Regions from separate parts of the Capra hircus genome. Here region 2 is linked to region 1. The links are chromatin contacts, called in public Hi-C maps. All regions are on one chromosome and are shown on one strand. The core of a region is the stretch at or near the end of the contact, and the rest is flanking DNA. Distances in the headings are between cores, read along the strand shown. Region 1 has its middle 8.0 kb from the start of RSPH3. Region 2 holds the start of LOC108636785 (rho GTPase-activating protein 20-like).

Evidence for each region. A called contact is a pair of places that touch in the nucleus more often than the background predicts.
Region 2: a contact with region 1 is called in a Hi-C map of blood, with 3 times the contacts expected there. The contact joins the promoter of LOC108636785 here to the enhancer-like site in region 1. A contact is called at or near these places in 2 of 5 Hi-C or Micro-C datasets (both in blood).

What each region holds. Positions count from the first base shown.
Region 1 is chr9:82,638,871-82,644,115 of ARS1.2, forward strand. No RefSeq gene overlaps it. Among named protein-coding and RNA genes, the nearest start is that of RSPH3, 8.0 kb to the left of the region's middle. Within about 2 kb of position 3,046, at least 1 of the 5 cell types and tissues checked has an H3K27ac peak or open chromatin away from gene starts, as enhancers often do.
Region 2 is chr9:82,746,050-82,751,294 of ARS1.2, forward strand. It overlaps LOC108636785 (rho GTPase-activating protein 20-like), which reads right to left and starts at 2,207. Exons shown (of 4, transcript XM_018053536.1): 1 at 1,963-2,207. The coding sequence starts at 2,034.

The DNA.
Region 1 (5,245 bases), core at 1,796-4,295:
GTTTTTTTTTTTGAAGCATAGTATTTATGTTCTCAGAATTGGATTATATGCCTTTGAACTATGCCTTTGTATAGTCAGAGGAAGCTGAATCTCTAGAAGTGAGACTGTTTGGCATCCCTAAAAACACTGGCACCACCTATGAATAAGACAGAAAACCACAAGAAAAAGAATACTTGAAAGACAGCTAGATGCGATTGAAAGGGAGTGATGTAATAGGCAAAAATGCCTTCTGAGTGCCAGTGATTGTGCTGGGGTGCTGAGAAAAAGACGATGAATAGAACTGTCCTCACGGGTCTAGTGGGGTAACCATATTGTGTGAGATGTGTGATAACAGGGTGGGACAGAGTGCTGTAGGAGCACAGGGACCCCGCACCCATGCTGGGGGTCATGGCAAGCTTCCTGCGTGAAAGGACACTGGAGATCAGGTCATATGAATTTGCAGGAGTTTGCTGGATGAAATGAGGGGGGAAAGAATACGATGGGTGAAGCCCAAGAGGTGAGAGAATGCCTAGAACTTTGAGGCTCTGAGAGCTTGCTGTGTCTGAATCAACACGAAGTAGGGGATATTAAGAAGTACCCCCTACTTCGTGAGTCCTCATGAGATTCAGATATTGATGATGCAATAACAATTCAAATCCATATTATGGAGAAGGTTGTTGAGTATCACTTCAGTGATTTAGAGAACCATCCTGAGAAATCCCAGAACTAGAGTAAAGGATTAAAAATATTGACCCTATTGGAGCTTCCCTGATGGCTCAGACAGTAAAGAATCAATCTGCAATGCAGGAGACCTGGGTTTGATCCTGGGTCTTGAGGATCCCCTGGAGAAGGGAGTGGCTAGCCACTCCAGTATTCTTACCTGGGGAAATCCCATGGACAGAGAAGCCTGGTGGGCTGTGGTCTGTGGAGTCACAACTGAGTGACTACCACACACACATTGAGACAGATGGTTGGTATATAGCAGAGCAGATAATTCAACCTAAGACTGCTATTCCTATGGTGCAATAGAAGGAACAGCAAGACTTAATTTAACAACTATTTCCTGAGCTAAGTATTAGTACTTGAATACACAGATCAAGAGGGTTCTCCACAATCCAAGAAAAACAAATGGCAATGTTTTTACATTACAGGGATATAGAGGACAGATCTTATGAAAATTCAGGCAAAAAGAAGCAAATCCCCTTGCGAGAATGAAAATCCCACTGACCTTAGGCTTTTCTGCAACACTCAAGATAAGAAGACAATTAAACAACATCTATTAGAGTTTTCAGGGAAAATGTTGGGAACAACCTCGCACTCAAAAAGTCCATTATTTTTCAAGGCAATGGCATTTACTTCTAGATCTGCAGCCTTGCACCAGACATTCCTGAAAGAAGTGAAAGTGAAAGTCGCTCAGTCGTGCCTGACTCTTTGCCACCCCATGGACTATACAGTCCATGGAATTCTCCAGGCCAGAATACTGGAGTGGGTAACCTTTCCCTTCTCCAGGGGAATCTTCCCAACCCAGGGATCAAACCCAGGTCTCCCGCACTGCAGGTGGATTCTTTACCAACTGAGCTATCAGGTAAGCCCATTGACCATCCTGTCCCTCATTAAAAAAAAAAACCACTCACAAAAACAGTAACAAAAGAGAAGTCAAAATGAGAGCTCAGTAATGAGGGAACCATGATTCAGAAGGACTCATGAGACCAGCCTTACTTTGGACCACAATGTAGCTACTTGGTTGACCTCTGTGTGGTCTGGTCAGTTCTGGGGGCTGAGAGTGAAACTTGGCCTGCAAAGCTTCCCTGAACTGTTCCTCCTGAGGTAACTTCCATTTCCCAGAAAATGTATTTCTCTTCCCACATGCTTTACCCCTTGTTTCAGAAGGAATATCAAGTTCGATGACTGCTTAAAACTGATTTGGTTTCCAACATCTGGTAATATTGTCTTAGCTGCTTACCTGGTTGAGATACAGTGTTGAGAGGAACTGAACACTCCTTTTCTCAGAACAGATCTGAACACAGCGTACTGATCAGTTTCATGTCCAAGAACCTCTCATGCTTTCTGCATCTTTCAAACTTGGATGCTTGCCTGGCTTGTGGTACTTTGAATTGGGCAAGACGAGCAAACCGTGTATTAGCAGCCTTCGCAGCCTGAAGCTTTGCTTGATCTCATCTGGGACTTGTGAATGTCCCCTTGTTACCTGTGGTTGGAACCAGCACATTCATTGTATACATATGATGCTGATGTTTAGAAATGTAGCTTATCTATTTTTCTATTTCTTGAAGAAAATCTCAGAAGCAGATACACAATTTATCATTTCCTTTTCATCAAGGAAGTTAGTGACTCAGTTCAGCAGGAGCGATATTCATAAAGGAACAGGAAAAAGGCTGAGATCATAACATTTCTAGTTACTATTGCTGTGTAACCAGTTCCCCCAGAAACAAGTGGCTTCAGTAATAATCATTTTCTCAGGCTCCACATCCTTTGGGCTAGGAATTGGAACAGGGTGCCGTGGGGGTGGTTTGTGTTTATCCTGTGAAGCCTGGAGCCTCAGTTGGTAAGACTCATATTGCAGATGATTTGATAGTTAGAGGCTGGAAACTTCTGGAAGTTCTTCCACTCTCCTGTTTGGTGCCTGGGTTGTGATGACTTGAGAATTAGGGCCACTGCTCAAAGCAGTTGCTAACTTGCCCAGACTCAAGGAAAGGGGCCATAGATCCCACTTTCAGTAGGAGAAATGTCAAAATTTGTGGTTGTATTTTAGAAACTGCTAAACTGCTTCCCTTGGAGAAGGCGATGGCACCCTACTCCAGTACTCTCGCCTGGAAAATCCCATGGACAGAGGAGCCTGGTAGGCTGCAGCCCATGGGGTCGTGAAGAGTCAGATATGATTGAGTGACTTCCTTTTCACTTTTCACTTTCATCCATTGGAGAAGGAAATGGCAACCCATTCCAGTGTTCTTGCCTGGAGAATCCCAGGGACAGGGGGAGCCTGGTGGGCTGCCGTCTATGGGTTGCACAGAGTCGGACACGACTGAAGCGACTTAGCAGCAGCAGCAGCAGCAGCAGCAGCAGCAAACTGCTTCCCTGGTGGCTCAGACGTCTGCCTGCAGTGCGGGAGACCCAGGTTCGTTCCCTGGGTCAGGAAGATCCCCTGGAGAAGGCACTGGCAACCCACTCCAGTACTCTTGCCTGGAGAATCCCATGGATGGAGGAGCCTGGTAGGCTATAGTCCATGGGGTCGCAAAAAAGTCGGACATGATTGAGAGACTTCACTTCAAACTGTAACATTGATTTTCTTTGGCTCATGGAATGGTGTTATGGATTGAATTTTCTCCCCCCGCCCCCAAATTCATGTTAAAGTCCTAACCTTCAGAACCTTGGAGATAAGGTCTTTGCAGGTAGAGTTAGTTGAATTAGAACTATGGAACTATTCGTATTGGAATATAGTGGACTCCTAGTCCAGTATGATTGGTGTCATTTTAAGAAGGGGAATTTGGGCACAGACCCCCACAGGTAGGAAGCCCCATGAAGATAAAGACAGTGGTGTGGTGTTTCTGAAAGCCAAGGGAGCTACCAGAAGCTAGGGGAGAAGCCAGGAGAGACTTCCTTACTGCCTCAGAAGGACCCAGCCTGAGTCACACCGTGATCTTGTACTTCTAGATCCCATAGCTAGGAGACCATCAATTCCTGGTGTGTAAGCCACCTGCTTCATTATAGCAGTCCTAGAAAACTAATACAGATGTGTTTTAGTTTGTATATAATTTTTAATATTTTTCATATTTTTGACAAGGGATGTATGTTTCTTTAAAAATGGGGGAAATACATTTATTTAATAAAAAAATTTCAATTTCTAGGTTCCATAAAACTTGGAAATATACCAAAATCTTAACTACGGTTGTATCTGTGTAATACAAGTATTGTTGTTCAGTCGCTCAGTCGTGTCCGACTCTTTGCAACCACGTGGAATACAGCCCACCAGCCTTCCCTGTCTGTCACGGTCTCCCAGAGTTGCTCAAACTCATGTCCATTAAGTCAATGATGCTATCCAACCATCTCATCCTCTGCCGCCCTCTTCTCCTTTTGCCTTCAATCTTTCCCAGCATCAGGGTCTTTTCCAATGAGCTGCGTCTTCGCATCATGTAGCCAAAGTACTGGAGCTTCAGCTTCAGCATGAATCCTTCCAATGAATATTCATGGTTGATTTCCTTTAGGATTGATGGATTCGATCTCTCTGAAGTCCAAGGAACTCTCAAGAGTCTTCTCTAGCACCACAGTTCAAAAGCATCAATTCTTCAGGACTCAGCCTTCTTTATGGCCCAGCTCTCACATCCATACATGACTACTGGAAAAATCATAGCTTGGACTATGTGGACCTTTGTCAGCAAAATGATGTCTCTGCTTTTCAATACACTAACTAGGTTTGTCATAGCTTTTCTTCCAAGGAGCAAGCGTCTTTTAATTTCATTGCTTCAGTCACTGTAATTACAGTATAGGTATTTACAATTATAAACCATTACAAGTATAGGTAATTTTAAAAATTCCTTCTATTTCTCTGTGCTGAAAATGTTTTCTGTTATAAGTGTGTGTCACTTTGTTATGGGAGGGAAAAGAGACCTCAGGAAGCAGCCATTATGGTAGAAAGAGTAAGGGCTTCAGGGAGCTGGCCCTGGGTCCTGCTCTGCCACTTAGTAATTCTGAGCCTGCTTCCTTATCTGAACATGGGAGGAATATTTCTGTGTTGCTGTGATGTGTCAATGAATGAACATACCTGAAGCCCCCAACGTGGTGCCTTATGAGCTCAGCCTTCACTCTCTATAACTTAACTGATAACTTCTGTGACTGTGATTATGGGGTGGGTGCAAGACTGAAGTAATTTAAGAGCCATGAATGATTTTCCTCAGTCTTTTCTTAGCGAAAAGCTAGGACACGGAGGGGTGGCCCTTACTGAAAAGCAAAGGACATTTGAGCTAAGAGCCTCTACTTACCCAGGTTCCCCCTAAGGTTTTAGGAAGGGTCAGGGGCAAAAATGTATCAATGGTCATGTGGCTTTGAAAAAATTTGCAAAAGATATTTTATTTTATTTTAAAATATAAATTTATTTAATTGGAGGTTAATTACTTTACAATATTGTATTGGTTTTGCCATACATCAACATGAATCCACCACAGGTATACACGTGTTCCCCATCCTGAACCCCCCTCCTTCCTCCCTCCCCGTACCATCCCTTTGCACCAGTGCACCAGCCCCAAGCATCCAG
Region 2 (5,245 bases), core at 957-3,456, 110 kb after region 1:
GAAGTTTTGTTATTAACTAATAGTCAGTTTTTCAACCTTTCCCCCTCAAAAGCTTTGTGCATGTACGCTGGCGCATTTCCCACATCCACTCCTCCTCATCTGACAGTGAGCCCTGTTGACTTCTTCCTCCAGAATGTCCCACAAAGCGCCTCATCCTCTGGGCTCCCACCCAGGCCCTCGTATTTCTTGCTCCTCTTTTTGCAGGAACATCAAGACCAGGAGGTGTCCTGCCATTGCTCTCCATCCCCTACAACTCACACTCTCTATTATTGCCAGATTGTCACTTAAATTTTTTTTTAAAATGTGGACCATTTTTAAGGTCTGTATTGAATTTTTTTTATAATATCTTTTCTGTTTCCTGTTTTGGTTTTTTGGCTGAGAGAGGCAGGTAGGATCCTAGATCCCGGACCAAGGATTGAACTCACACCCCTTGCATTGGAAGTGAGGTCCTGACCACTGGACTGGAGGGAAATCCCCCAGGTTGTCACTTAAACCGCAGATCTGAACACGTCACTTTCCTGCAGGAGAGCTGTGAGTCCCACCTGGAGCACAGGCCCTGCATCCCAACAGCACATCCTGGACACACCTTCCATCCAGGTCTGTGGCCAGATGTTCCCCTGCCTGCAAGTCCCTTCTCTGCCTGGCAAACTCCTATGCTTCCTGCAAGACCTGGCCCAGGGCATCTCTTCTAGAAGCCCCCTGTTTCCCCAGGGGAAGCCCTCCACTCTGTACTCCCCGGACACCTGTGACCTCACTGCACCGTCCAGAGTCTGTGCTGGGCTTCTCCCAGCCATGGGCTCCTCTGTTTGGTTGGCCCAAGGTCCTCCACGTGCCTGCATTTGATCCATGCTTGCCACCTGCACAAGTGTCTACGTGGAGGGCAGTTGCTAAGTGCAGTTACAAAGAAGAAACAATCCCTAAAGCTTCGTTTCCAAGAACACCGGCCAGCTGAGATGGAAGATTCCTGGTGGGTCTACTTCAGACAGAGTCACGCTCTTGCTGTCCCAAGAGGTGACACAAATCCTTAGCCTTGTCTCTTCTGGGGTGGTTGAGTTTTTTCCTAATGACTTCTGGCCTGAATCTGGGCCAAGGTCAAGTGCTCCTGTGGCCCCTTTAAATTTGGCTGAGGTGGTCTAAATTTAAACCTCTTATCCCTTCTCCTTCCCTTTGCTCCAAGATATATCATTTCATGTGAACACGACAGAATCATCTTTAAGAAAGAAATCCACTCCTTAAATAAACAGAAGTTTCATTTCACTTAACAAGTGTTAAATTGATCTAGCATCAACAAGCAACTGTTGATTTCAATTTAACATCATTTGTAAATGAATTAACAAATCACAATCATTTAACATCATGCCTACTGCCGGGCCGGTGCTCTGTATGCAGAATTATGACTGTTCTTGACTGTAAGCTCAATTCAGAGATTTATGTTCCTGAAAATGTGAAGACTTGCTTTTTCTCTTCTATGCTAAATGTTTCTTTTAAAGTGAATTTAAAAAATCACTTTGAGAGCTCTTTATCACAGTATCTAGTGCGACCTACCCCCAGTACTTAGAGGAAGAGCTAAAAAGAATAAACAGGAAAGGGCAGAAGACACCAACAACGTAAAGAGGAAAGGTGTAGATTCGGGGGTTAGGATATACAATGCTCACAGTAGAAAAACAGAAAATATGGCTAATACATAAACAGTGAAAATGCACAATGGACAAAAATTCTTACATGCTAACTAACCATGGTTAACATTCCAGTAGAGATTATTGCAGATCTTCATATTAATATATTCTTCTAGATAGCTACATAAATCAATTTTGGGTCAACCAATATATACTGTTCTGAATAATGACCTTTAAATTGGAGTCTATTTTTAGTCCCCTTTGGCGGGGGGAAGACTTGCTATATTCGACTCCCCTTAGTATCTGAGTGCCCAGTGGACCTTCAGGCTTAAGTCTCCCTACTCACCATGCTTTTTGCAGCGGGGACCCCATCACGGCTTTTCCCTGGGGGTGCTTTCGGAGCCTGGGGACCAGGCATGCTGGGGCAGCTCCAGAAGAGCCAGGAGCTGAGCTCAGAGTCTCACGACCACACTGGACCTGAGCAGCCCGGACCCACGCTGGTCTTTCCGGGCGGTGGTGCAGTCAGAAGTGCTGTTCCCAGCCGAGGGCTCAGGCGCTTCCACGCATGCGCCTGCCCTCTGTCTCAGGGACTCGCTCTATCTGCCAACTGGCTAGAAAGTTGCGAGTTCTCGCTCCTTCATTCTCTCTCTCTGTCTCTTTCACCCTGCTCTTGGTCTGACCTGCCGAATTCTAAAGAACTTCATGCCACAAGGGTCTGTTTTCAGCAAATGTGACTTGCCCAAAACGGGTCGCCCAGCATCTCTCATTGCAGAAGATTCCATCAACTGTTGGCCACTCTTACCCAAAAGAACGGTGCAGACCAGTGAATGGAAAGCAGTCCCCTGAGTGTCCAGTAGGAAGTGGCTCCAGAGCGATTGCTTTTTATAGCGCGCACAGGTGGCCGGTACAAGCCCCTCGCGTGAAGGCGGAGGGCTGGGCTCCCCGCCTCTGCAGAGAGAAACGTTTTCAAAGAGAACAGAAGCGCGAAGGAATGACTTGCTTACTTCTGGGAAGTTGAGAGAGTTAATTAAAAATTTTTTTTTTCTTGGTGAAGATCCCCTTTTTGGCTGAATCCATTCATATTGGTGATCAACAGAGCGCACGGATTTCTTAAGAAATACTTTTCTATCAGTAACTGTGACAGTCATTCAGAAGATCCTTCAGAATTTAAGGTTTAGTGGCATCCTGAAAGATACCTGGTCCCAACTCCCAATTTTCTAAATAAAGAAACTAAGGTTCAAAATCAATAATTTCTTCAAGTTCTCCGAGCAGCCTGATTTGGTTTTGGATGCTACCATTTACCCGGATGTTCTATCATACTCTCTGCTGTTGCGAGCATCAGTGGGATTTGGTACAAACGGGGCATCTCATGCCAGTGTAGTTTGTGTGCCGCACACAAGGATGGGCATGAAGTAAGGGCAGACACCACTGTGCTTATCTTTGCAGAGATTTACACCCATTATCGGAGAAAGCAATGGCACCCCACTCCAGTCCTCTTGCCTGGAAAATCCCATGGATGGAGGAGCCTGGTGGGCTGCAGTCCATGGGATCGCGAAGAGTCAGACATGACTGAGCGACTTCACTTTCACTTTTCACTTTCATGCACTGGAGAAGGAAATGGCAACCCACTCCAGTGTTCTTGCCTGGAGAATCCCAGGGACAGGGGAGCCTGGTGGGCTGCTGTCTGTGGGGTTGCACAGAGTCGGACACGACTGAAGCGACTTAGCAGCAGCAGCAGCACACTCATTATGGTAGTTTCAGAATACAGAGGATCTATTAAATATTTAAAATGAAGCCCCTGTGTTAAGGTTGCATATTGAAAGCATCATGCCTCATCCATCTGAAAGTGAAAGTCGCTCAGTCGTGTCTGACTCTTTGCGACCCCATGAACTATACAGTCCCTGGAATTCTCCAGGCCAGAATACTGGAGTGGGTAGCCTTTCCCTTCTCCAGGGGATCTCCCCAACCCAAGGATGGAACCCAGGTCTCTCGCATTGCAGGCCGATCCTTTACCAGCTGAGTCACAAGGGAAGCCCAAGAATAATGGAGTGGGTAGCCTATCCTTTCTAACTTTATTGAAATAATATGGGAGGAACAGAGCAATGTCAGTGCGGGAAAAGAGAAACTGAAGTGAACTAGGATAGGTTCTCAGTTCTGAGAGTTAAACAGCTTCTCTTCCAGCCTTTTCCGCACAGCAGTATTAATGAGATTATCAATTGAAAGGTGAGATCATCTGAAATAAATGTAGCCTCTGGCCAATTAGTCTGTGTTGGCATCTATTCTGGGATAGCATTTCCACCCCGTTCTTTGGGGCTCGTCCCCCAGGTTGGGGGAGAGCAGCTGTTCTCTGACCTGGCTGCTGCTGTGGCTGGTTGGGTCTGGCTGGGCCAAGAGTTTTTCCACACGGCTCCTGGCCACAGTCAATTCTCACTCCAGGAATAACCACCAGACCCAAAATAGGACCGAGTTGTTTCCCAGGAAATTTGCAAATGGTCTGAGGAGAAGAAAGCACCTCGTGGGCATAGGGACTGTGAGAGGGAAAATTGGGGGTGTTTCAAGGGACCACCGACCCCCATGTATTCTGGGGAAGAGGAGGGAGCCAGTCTGCAAAGGGGAAAGCAGAGTGAGGCGGACAGAGAGGGCGGGCAGGAGGTGGGGGACCCTCACGGCAGCGGCTGGTCACGGGGCCACGTGTTTTCTGATTTGGGGTTTTGAGAGTCTCTCCAGAATCCTCCCAGCAAACTGACATCTCTAACTCCCATAAATCATCATAGAAGTAGAGGGGTTAGGGCTGATTTATACAAAATTATCTAGTTTGTACAAAGAATTCTCTGCTAAAGGAGATGTGGAAGACAAATCAAAAACTTTTCTTTGTGAGTTTAATCAACAACCAAAAAAAAAAAAAAAGCATAACCTACAGATGGCATTTACTCAGACAGCGGTCAATTACTTTTTACAGCCTTTTTCTAAGGGAGAAAGCGGCCACCTACACCCCAAGGAGAGAGGTTGTTGTGAGAAAGCAAGAAGACACCTTGATCTTGGACTTCAAGCTTCTGGAGTCAAGAGAAAACAAACGTCTGTTGTCTGGGGTAGTCTGTTGCGGTAGCCAAGTGGATTAACCCACCATCCAATCTGCTCTGGCTCCTGGGCCATCTTTCTGCAGGCGAGCCAGGCTGTCAGCTTTGCGGGTTCTTGAACACGCTTTGCTTATCCCTGGGTCCGATTTATGAGCCGGGTCTTTGTTATTTACACCACCCGTTCCTTGGCATGTTTTGTCATTTGGTTAGGCATGACCTTCCCCCTTCTCCTGACTGCTAAACAGAGATGCAGCAGGTTTGACAAGCAGCCCCTGGTCCCTTCCTCTTGGTCCCTGCTGGGTTTCCTCGGGCACCACAGCTGTTAGTCACAGCTCACGTGTGTGGGGTCCTTCGGTCTATTGTCTGTCCTTAAATGTTTCTTATCCTCAGGGTGCTGTCTCCATTTTTTAGCGGCCCCTGCATGCATACTTAGTGGCCCAGTCTTGTCTGACTCTTTTGTGACCCCAAGGATAGGAGCCTGGCGGGCTACAGCCCATGGGGTTGCAAAGAGTCGGACATGACTGAGCGACTAACACACCTCACTGCCTCCAC